2 separate regions of the Pan troglodytes genome follow, and region 2 is linked to region 1. Evidence: chromatin contacts called from public Hi-C data. All regions are on one chromosome and are shown on one strand. The core of a region is the stretch at or near the end of the contact, and the rest is flanking DNA. Distances in the headings are between cores, read along the strand shown. Region 1 holds the start of MND1 (meiotic nuclear divisions 1). Region 2 holds the start of RNF175 (ring finger protein 175).

What was found. A called contact is a pair of places that touch in the nucleus more often than the background predicts.
Region 2: a contact with region 1 is called in a Hi-C map of induced pluripotent stem cells, with 2.5 times the contacts expected there. The contact joins the promoter of RNF175 here to the promoter of MND1 in region 1. A contact is called at or near these places in 3 of 7 Hi-C or Micro-C datasets (induced pluripotent stem cells, lymphocytes and stem cell-derived neural progenitor cells) and 1 of 1 datasets of contacts at active chromatin or transcription factors (stem cell-derived excitatory neurons).

The regions. Positions count from the first base shown.
Region 1 is chr3:155,122,710-155,127,696 of NHGRI_mPanTro3-v2.0_pri, forward strand. MND1 (meiotic nuclear divisions 1) reads left to right here and starts at 2,939. Exons shown (of 7, transcript XM_054683438.2): 1 at 2,939-3,058. The coding sequence starts at 3,056.
Region 2 is chr3:155,538,889-155,544,106 of NHGRI_mPanTro3-v2.0_pri, forward strand. RNF175 (ring finger protein 175) reads right to left here and starts at 3,182. Exons shown (of 7, transcript XM_063809152.1): 1 at 3,019-3,182. The coding sequence starts at 3,084.

The DNA of each region.
Region 1 (4,987 bases), core at 1,689-4,188:
GTTAAATAAGCAGGTGGCCATTGGCTTGAAGCTGTCTCCACACTTTGAGTTCCTACCTAAGGAATTGTAAGGAACTGCAACCTAACGTGGTACACAAACAGAAAACCAAGCATGGTGTATAACAAACCCCCAATTCTCAGCCAATCACAAGTAGCTGAGCTTCAGCCCACAGGCTGCCGACAGTGGCCAAATAATTCAAACAAGGAGCTGTAATCAGTCAAGCTATTTCTGTAACTCACTTCCCTTTTCTGTCTATAAAAAACTTCCTGTTGGCTAGGCATGACTCACACCTGTAATCCCAATACTTTGGGAGGCTAAGGCAGGAAGATTGCTTGAATCCAGGCGTTCTAGACCAGCCTAGGCAAGATAGGGAGACACCATCTCTATGGAAAATTTTTAAAAAATTAGCCAGGCATAGTTATGCACATCTGTAGTCCCAACTACTTGGGAGGGCAAGGCAGGAGAATCCCTCGAGCCCTGGAGTTCTAGATTGCAGTGAACCATGATTGTGCCACTGCACTCCAGCCTGGGTGACAGAGTGAAACCCTGTCTCAAAAAAACAAAGCAACAACAACAAAAAACCTCTCTGGCCACGTTGCCGAGAGGAACTCATTTGTCTAAAGTTTTTCTTTTAAAATTTTCTCCTCTCTTGGTTTTGCATTCTCCTACTTCTTTTCCTACATTGCAGACTTTTTCCTCAGTCTCTTCCAAGTGACTTGACTTTGTTTTCCTATTTCCTTTATAAGCTCCTCCTGCCAGGCACGGTGGCTCACGCCTGTAATCCTAGCACTTTAGGAGGCCAAGGCGGATGGGTCGCCTGAGATTGGGAGATCGAGACCAGCCTGGCCAACATGGTAAAACCCCATCTCTACTAAAAATACAAAGATTAGCCGGGGGTGGTGGTGGGCGCCTATAATCCCAGCTACTCAGGAGGCTGAGGCAAGAGAATCGCTTGAACCTGGGGGTTGGAGGTTGCAGTGAGCCAAAATCATGCCACTTCACTCCAGGCTGGGCAAAAGAGCGAAACTCCAACTCTAAATAAATAAATAAGCTGCTCCTATAGGTCATGCTTTTCAGAATGTCAAGGAAGGGGCATCAGAAGGTTATCTGAAGTTTGAGGTATTTGTACTGAAAATGCAAAGGAACCAGAGGCAGTAGAATGTGTCTTCTTTCCTAGGTGGTGATTCCCAGGTCTGGTTGATCAAGACTGCAGTGCACACCAGGAACCTCAGAGAACTGTCACAGCAGCTCTCAGTGACACTTAGGGTACAGATGCAGCTTAAGTGACCAACCCTTTTTTATATCCATTTAGCACTCATTTTTCCCAAAAGAAGACCTGTTTGGGTCAATTTGTTACTGTCCCAGGGCAGGCTTTTGCACTGTGTCGCTTTAGAGGCAGGGGCGGAGGAAAACTTGGGACTGTAACATCAGTACTGCACAAAGCCCTCTTCCGTATACAGCATAAGCACTATTCTATAAAATCCCCAGCAAGCCCTTGTTTCCTTGCAGTCAGCTCCTTTTCTGCTGATTCTGCCCATTGCTCCCTTGCAACGTATTTTCATGCTTTCTCTAATGATTCTGCCTTTCTTTACTTACAACTGCCTTGGTAAATTTTTCTGCCACAGCGCCACTGGCCTCAGATAGTCACCACTCACCTGCAACAAGCCTGAGAGCCAATTAAGACAAGGCTTTCCCCAAATAGCACAAATTTATATACCACTACTGTAGTTACTTAATGTACTCATTTATCATTTTAAAATTACCTTATGTACCATCAATTACATGGTATAACTCTTACAGGAAAAACCAAATTAATGGAACGCTGCAATTCAATGTACCCCTTCCTCTGCCTCCAGCAGAAGCAACAGGGGACATAAATTCCAACTTTAGATGCTACTCTTATAGCATCTACAAGACTTACTATACTGTGTGTGTGTGTGTGCGTGCGTGTGTGTGTGTGTTACAGAGTCTCACTCTGTGTGTGTGTGTGTGTGTGTGTGTGTGTGTTACAGAGTCTCACTCTGTCGCCCAGGCTGGAGTGCAGTGGCGGGGTCTTGGCTCACTGCAACCTCTGCCTCCTGGGTCCAAGCGATTCTCCTGCCTCAGCCTCCCGAGTAGCTGGGATTGTACAGGCGCCCGCCACCACGCCTGGCTAATTTTTGTATTTTTATTAGAGATGGGATTTCACCATGTTGGCCAGGCTGGTCTCAAACTCCCTACCTCAAGTGATTTGCCCGCCTCGGCCTCCCAAATTGCTGGGATTACAGGTGTGAGCCACAGCGCCCGACCGTACTTCTTACACCTAAAAATGGTTCAAAACACCATAGAATAATTTTCAAAATAATTGAATTCTGAGTTAAAATTTTTCAGCACTTTCAGGGGCCTGAGCTTTTGCTATGAATCTGGATCTATTCTCAAGCCATGAAGTAGCGTATTTTTGACCATGTTGATTTGAAATTCATTCCGTTGTTTCCTTCTTTTTTAAAACCTAAGGGAAAAACAAACAGACATACACAGGATTTGAAAAGCTGGAAAGCAGTGGGTAGCGGCTGGGGTTAAGATGAGGGGTCAGATTAGAAGACGAGAAAGGAATCCAGTCCGCCCCAGACAGGACAAGTCCGGAAGGATGGAGGCAGCGTTTCCTTCCTCAACAGCCTAAACGCCTCTATTTTTTACATCCAAACTTAGGCCATATTTCTGCGGCGCCAAGAAAACGCAGTAAAAGCAAAGGCAAGATGTCCTTAAAAAAAAAAAAAGGTCACATTCACAGAATACCGAGGAGTCGGAGGCAGCTCTGCAACCCGTCCACTGAGACGCGGACACGCTCCCCCCAGCCCCGGCCCCAGGCCCGCGCCCCTTCCCCCGCCGGCGGCTCGGATGGGTCGCTAGGGGTCGCTGCGCGCCGCGCGGGCGAGGACCGGCCTTTCCCCCACCTCCACCGTCTCGCTGCTCCGCCCCCGCGGCGTAGTCGGCGCCAAAATCAAACGCGTCGTGGCCTGTCCCTCCCCTCTCCCCAAGCGCGGGCCCGGCCAGCGGAAGCCCCTGCGCCCGCGCCATGGTAAGGACTGAGGCTACGGTCCCGCGTCTTCTTCCTCCCTAGTGTGTGGGCTTCGCCGCCCCTCGGCTGCATGTGGATCCCGGCCTGGCGTTGACCGCCATTCCGGGCCTCACCGTGTAGGCGCCCGGCCCGGCCCCGCCGCAGCCACTCCGCACTCTGCGGCGTTCCCCGCCGCTCCCGTCCGGAGTCCCGAGGCGCGGGGGCATCCGCGGCCTCCCCGCCGGCTGCACCCCGCGTCTGTCCCCAGGGCCCGTTCGGGCGGGTTAGGTTAGAACGCGGGAAGCGTTCGCGAACGTGACCCGAGAACTTCACCAACCTGGATTTATCTGAAAGACCACGGGGCCCTTGAGAACCTGCGCTCCCTACGCCTCCAGCTTCGGCCCCGCGTGGTGTAGCCCCCCCCATTAAGAACGGGGAGAGAAAGCGCAAGTGGGCGGGAGGGACTGCGGGGAGCGAACGTCTTGATCCCAAAGCGCACTCCTGGTTTGTCACCATTGAGTGGTTTTCTGTATTGTAATATGTAGAGCACATTCCAGAACTGCTCAGTTTCGAGTTACCTAATGGATCTTCACTGTGTGCCAATTAGTCGATTTCTGTGAAAACGCCCCGGTTTCTGCCAAAGGGCAGGAGTCGCTGCTCTTGTGCCGGGCGCTGCTGGTTGTGTAGGGCGCTGTTGCTTTTTTAAGGACGCTCTGCACTGAATTAGGCTTCCTCGTGGGTCATGATCAGTTAAGTCCTGGTAAGATCGGCTTTGTGAGCTTAACGTCTTTCTGCTCATCAAATCATTTTCATAAACCTTCAAAGTTTCATGCCGTTTTTTCTGCTTCAGTTGGCGAAGAATCAACATCTGGTTAAATGGATCTAAGATTTTAATATCTTCATTTACTTACGTGGCCGTTAAATGTTGCCGAGCTAAGGGGGGCAGGGTGGGACACCAGGATCCAGTTGTATGGTATTTATTTGAAGATATTTGTCCAGATGTAGTTATAAATGATAACGGCCTCTTTGTGGTTAAACTAACAACCCAGCCACCTGGGCGTAAAGTGCTCTAAGAAGCCAAACAGGACTACAGTTAAAACAAATCTGTTAGCAGTGCCCTTCTGTGTTACAATTTTTCTCTGCAGAGTTGCTGGCCTCGTATAACTGACTTGGAGAACTGTGCAGCTCAAACGCGCCTTGTCCTTTTACCTAATCTATCTCTCTACACATGAATCACCTGCTAATACTAAATGTGTTAACTCTTTAGAAGCTTACCTCCGATAATAGAGAATCCTTTTAAAAAATTAAAGCTTTTGATAAGATGTGGACTTCTATTTTTTAATATGTGATCGAGAAATAAATTTAGTGTTGGTCAAAGGTAAACTTTTGATTGTTTATGAATTAATAGCTGTTTTCATTTGGTTAGGCATCCTAAGTAAATAGTTAATGAGTTCAGGCAATTTTTGAAATTGGAGAAGTGCAGTGCTGAACTCTGAGAGCAGCAGTGATGTCTACTTAATAATTCTTCATAATTTTATCGTAATTGATTAGTAGGGCTGGCTGTAGGAATTCCATAACTTCTAACTGAGAAGGTTCCTCAGATAACATGATTTTTTAAGTGGTTTAAAATACTTCCAGAAAGCTTCATAGTCCTTGAGTCAGGTTTTGAGTCTCCTGACTTACTAATTTGAATGCATCTCTAACTTATACTATCAGGTTTTTCCTAGTCTTAATTAAATATTAAATAAATCCTCATTGATTTTTTTTGAGAAGTTTCTAAATATGAGTATTAATATGGCATCTTTTTACATTAGTCATTTCAATTCTGGCTATGATACTCCTACTGTGGTTAATAATAGAAATTATTTCTAGTCATGAAAGAGACTGATGAATAAATCAGCCTGAAAACAAGGTAAATGGATGATACAGCTCATCCACATTTCTTGAGTA
Region 2 (5,218 bases), core at 1,932-4,431, 420 kb after region 1:
GTAAATTATATGAAGAAAATAAAATGTGTGATAAAGAATTACCAGCAGAGGGCAAGGGCTGTCACTCTTTAGATAGGGTGGCTAGGGGAGGATGAGATGGAGGCCAGCATGCAGGGTGTCCCCCTCCTCTGAGGCCCTTGCCTTCGCTCTCTTCCCTCTTCAAACAGTAAGAGTGTTCCCATTAAAGGTAGACTGATCCTATTGTCTTCCTGCCTGAAATCCAACATGGCTCACAAGGCCTTGTATCCCATTTCAGCCTCTCCTCTCTCCACTGCCCCTGCACACCCTCTGCTCCAGCCAAGCAGAGCTTTCCTGTCCCTGAATGCTCTCCCTCCACTCCCAGCCTCCATGCTGGGTTGCCTCATTTCTGCTCACCCTTGGATCCCACTTACTCCAGGACACCCTTTTGGTGAGGCCCCTACCAGGATATCTACTGACCTCGAACATTGTTACCAGACTGCATTGCTGATGACTAATTTACTTACCTGAATCTGTAGGTGGCCAGCACTGGCCTCATCCCCCCACTGAATCCTCATGTCTGGTGCATGGCACACTCAATGTGTTTGGAGACTGCCACCCCGATTGGCTTTCATTATCTCTCACCTGAACTGCTGCCTCCAAACTGATTTTGTCACTTTCAACTCTTCCCTCACAAAACCCTCCTGTTAGAAAAATCTTTCTAAACCAAGTGGCAAAGCCAGAACAATGAACTCAGAAACTAGTGATGACCCTGGACCACATGTGAGTGCCAGGTAGGAATGTTAGGTTTAGAGGGCTGTATTCATTGGTAAGGAATTCATGTCACAAGGCAAGGCCGCATGCCTGTGGGTGGAGAGGAGGGGCTGTGTATGGCCTGCTCCCAGGCAGAGAGCAGTTTTGGGGAAGTGGTGGGTCCTCTCAGCTCTCAGGAGAAATCCGAGCCTGGAAAGCAAGCCTCAGACAAGCAGAAGAGGGAACTCCTAAACCCATGGTCTCTGCTCTCTTACACTCCAAATTTAAGGAGTTTCAAACATACCTAACCAGTTGCAGTCTCAAAAGACCCCAGGGGTTGTAGCTGGGGAGGTGGAGGATGGCGAATAGGGAGATGGTGTTTGTCCAGTAAGGTATGCTGGACTTAGGGTCTTACATCATAAGATTGTACGTTACTGTTCATTTATTCATTCAATACATATTTATTGAGGCCCTGCCATTTGCTGAGACTGTTCTAGGTCCTGGAAATACAGGAGCGAGCAAGGCAGACCACATGGCTTTTCTGCTGGAGCTTTCATGCTGAAGGAGGTTCTTAGACAATCAAATACACACATAGACATACTTCAGGTAGTGATAAGGGTGATGAAGGAAAATAAAATAGGGTGAGGTTCAAACCAAAGGGAAGCTATCAGATAATAGGCTGGTCAGTAACTATCTCTGTTTTCACTTTCTTATCCCTAGCTCTAGTAAAGTCAAGAAACCAGCACTTCTTGAACTTTGATGTGCAAATGAATCACCCTGGGATCTGGTTAAAATGCGGATTTCAATTCAGTGGGTCTGGCATGGGAACTGAGACTGCATTTTTAACAGGCTCCCAGGTAATGCCTTGGCTGCTGGTTCCTGGACCACACTGTCTTGCCATATGGGATTAAGGGAAAAGCTGTGAGTCCCTCCTAGGGCAGCCTCAACAGAGAGGCCATACCTCCTGAGGGCAGCAGACTAGGCAGTGATGCCAGCCTTAAGGAAGAGCAAAGATCAGCAGCAAATCCACCAATACTAGATCCTCTGACACTCCTGGCATGCATTCATCAATTCAGAACCTCCCTTTCGATAATCTGGGTTTGAAACCAGCAAGAAAGTCATGGAGTTTCATTTTAAGTTTCCCCATTTTGTGGTACACAAGCCCCTCCACAGCCTAGCCCACCCTCATTTTTTGCTATAAGCATTCCTGACCCCTAGGTTTCTGCCAGTCAGAGTGGACAGTCCCCTCTCTCTGCCTTGTCCCATGGCCATCCATCCCAATATTTAAAAAAAAAAAATCTCCAAGCCATTTGGTACTGTTGTTCCCTCCATCTAGAATTCTCTGGCCCACGAGGTCAGATCCTGTCCATTCCCCAACACCCAGCTCGAACGCCACGCCCTCACGGGTTGGAGGAGAAGGGGGTTAGTCAGGAGCAAGCCCTTCTCAGAAATCCTACAGTTCTTTGCCTGAACCTATTTTGGGACATTAATCTCTTCCTACCCGCTCTGTGAGTGATTTTTGTTGTTGTTTAAGAGTTATCTTTGCCCTTAAGAGTTATTTTTGTCCTCGTTTTACGGATGGGATTTGGGTTCCTCCAGGTAAGACCTACCCTCCTCCACCCCCAAATCCTCCTGGTACCTGGATGTAGCCTAAGAAGAATTGTCCTATGAATGAAGAATAAATTAAGATTGGGTTTGCAATTGACGCCAGCAGAAGCAGAAATGGGCTAGGTTGAGCACCAGGCAAGACAAGCTGACGATCAGGGTACACATCTTGAATCAGAAACCCTGGGCACAGACCAGCAGTCTGCGTGGTAACAGGCCCTCCGAGTTATTCTGATGACACTCGAGTTTGAGAACCAGGGCGGTCTAGCCAAAAGCCTGCAGTACACCCCTTCCCCTCTCTCGCAGCTTACGACCTTGACCCTGGGCTCTGGGGGCTTCCGCCGAGGAGGGAGGAGGGCACAGGCGGTCACTAAGGAGGGCGGGAGTGGAAGGGGTGAGCCTGGAAGAGAAAGTGCGAGGATGCGAACAGAGGGATGGAGCGAAGGAAGAGGATCAGAAGGAGGAAAGGAAGGTAGCGGGGAGGGCACAGAAGTGGGGAGGGAGGGAGTGGAGGAGGGACTGGCACCCCGCACGGTGGCATCTTCCAGAAGGTCATGCCTCCGTCCCCACGTCTTTCCAGGGCCGGTTCTCCCCGGTGGGGCCCGGGGTCTTGGAGACCAGTCTGTGCAGCCTGCCCGGCACCAGCGTGAGCCCCGGGACCCCGGCCTGGCGTCCCCCACGCCCGCGCCCCCGCGCCACTACCTGCTCCTGCTGCGGGGGGGCCTCCAGCACCGGCGCTGCCTTCCGCGCCGCCGCCCCCGCGGCCATGCCTGAGCCACTGTGCCTTCTCCAGGGCACAGCGCCTGCCGGGGAGGGTCCCGCAGAGTCCGCAGAAGGAGGCGCCGCGGGGCCTCGGGAGCCGAGGGTGAGAGCCGGATCTGCGGCGGCGGCGGAGCGGCGGCCCTGCCCGGGTTGTGCGGGGCGGGAGATGGGAGCCTCCCGGCACGCCCCGCCTCCGCCCCCTGCACGCTGGCCAGCGTCCTCCCCAGCAGCGGCCTCGAGGTCCCGGTCGCCAGCACCCCCGGTTCCTTCAGGACCTCAGGCCTCCCATTCAGCCAGCCATTGTCGCCGATAAAGCGTCCTGAGCCCTACCGGCTGCGTGTGGCGGGAAGCCCGGTTTTGTTACCGGGCGGCAGGACTGGAGGAGGGGTCAGAGGTGGGTAGGGAGAGAGAGGGGAGTAGAGGAGTGAGAAATGGCGGTGGGGGGGCGAGGGGTGCTGGGGAGGAAGAGAAGAGAGAGAGAGAGTTTCCTCTCCCTCAGAGGTGTTTATTAGGAGGCAGGAGTTCGGGTGGCTGTGCAGATACAGACTTACCTCAGTTATCTGTGCTTCCTCCAAAGATGATGGAGAGAAACTCCAATCTAGGGAGAGCGCAGACCATCTTGGCCCCTATGCTGCTCCAGGCCATGCAGGGCCCCTGCGACGCAAGCATCTTGCCTTTGCCCCTCTACCTCCAGGGTCTCCCCTCCCGCCTTTACAACTTAGGCCTAAGCCTGGCTTCAAGGTTGAGAACAAGCTGGAACGTTTAGGCAAGCCTTTAGAAATACCTGGGTGTTGAAAAGAGGAGCACAGAATTAGATGATGTGTCCTACGAAATACGGCTTACCCCTTTCCAGTTTGTGATGGCTTGTATTTGTCAACACCAAAAAGGAGGTGAACGGACCAAGATGGACATTTCTCTGCCATTGTGGAACGTAGAGCCTAACAGGGGATAGAGAAAAATAAGCATCTAAGTACAATTTATCACGGATGGTGCCTTGGTTTTCCAGCCTTAACTGGGCATCAGAATCCTATGGAGGAATGCTGAGTTTGTTAAAACTCAGAGTGCTGGCCAAGCACAGTGGCTGATGCCTTTAATCCCAGCACTTTGGGAGGACAGGGCGGGCGGATTGCTTGAACCTAGGAGTTTGAGACCAGCCTAGGCAACATGGTGAAGCCCCATCTCTATAAAATATACAAAAGTGAGCTGGGCGTGGTACACCTGTAGCCCCAGCTACTCAGGAGGTTGAGGCTGGAGGATCGCTGGAGCCCGGGAGGTTCAGGCTGCAGTAAGCCGTGATGGAACCACTGCACTTCTGCCTGGACAACAGAGCGAGACTCTATCAAAAAACAAAACAAAAATCTTCAGATTGCTGGAGTTGAGCCCTAGAGTTTTTAATATAGTAGGTCTAGGGTGGGGCCTGAGCATTTGTCTTTTGAACAAGTTTTCAGGTGCCGCTGGGGCTGTTACCTACATCTGAAGACTACCTTGTAGCATGATCAGAGTGTGTTGGAAAGAGTGTCTGAGATGGAGAGAACAGCGGACGCAAGGGCCAGAATGCTGGAGAAGGCATAATGAATTGGAGAAATAAAAATCATGGTTAACATTGATAGAATGCTTACCGTGTGCCAGGTGCCGTCCTGAGCACTCTACCTGTGTTAGCTCATTCAGTCTTCCTGACAATCCTGTGAGGTGGGCATTGTGACTGTCCGTGTTTTACACGGGAGAACACTGAAGCACAGAGAGGTCCAGAAGTTTGTTCAAGTTTTGAAGCTAATAGGTGGGGCAGTGGGAATTTGAACCCAGACAAAACTGACTTCATGGTCTGGGTTCTTAATCTCTCAAGGAAGTAGCTGCGAAGGTCAGCAAGGGCCAGATCCACGTAAATCATATTAAACAGTTTGGACTGTAGCCTCAGGAGAATGAGAAGCCATTACCGAGTTTTAAGCAAGAAAATGACAATACCAGACTTGCCTTTTGGCTTCAAGAGTGGGGAAGAGGGCTATGACTATGACTCAAGACAGAGAGACCAGCCAGAAAGCTATTGCTGTAGTTTCAGCTCTAAGGATGACAGTGGCCTTGGTGGTGAGAGTGTGTGCAGGGACAGAGTGGAGGGGAGATGGAGAGATGTGTTTGGGGATGG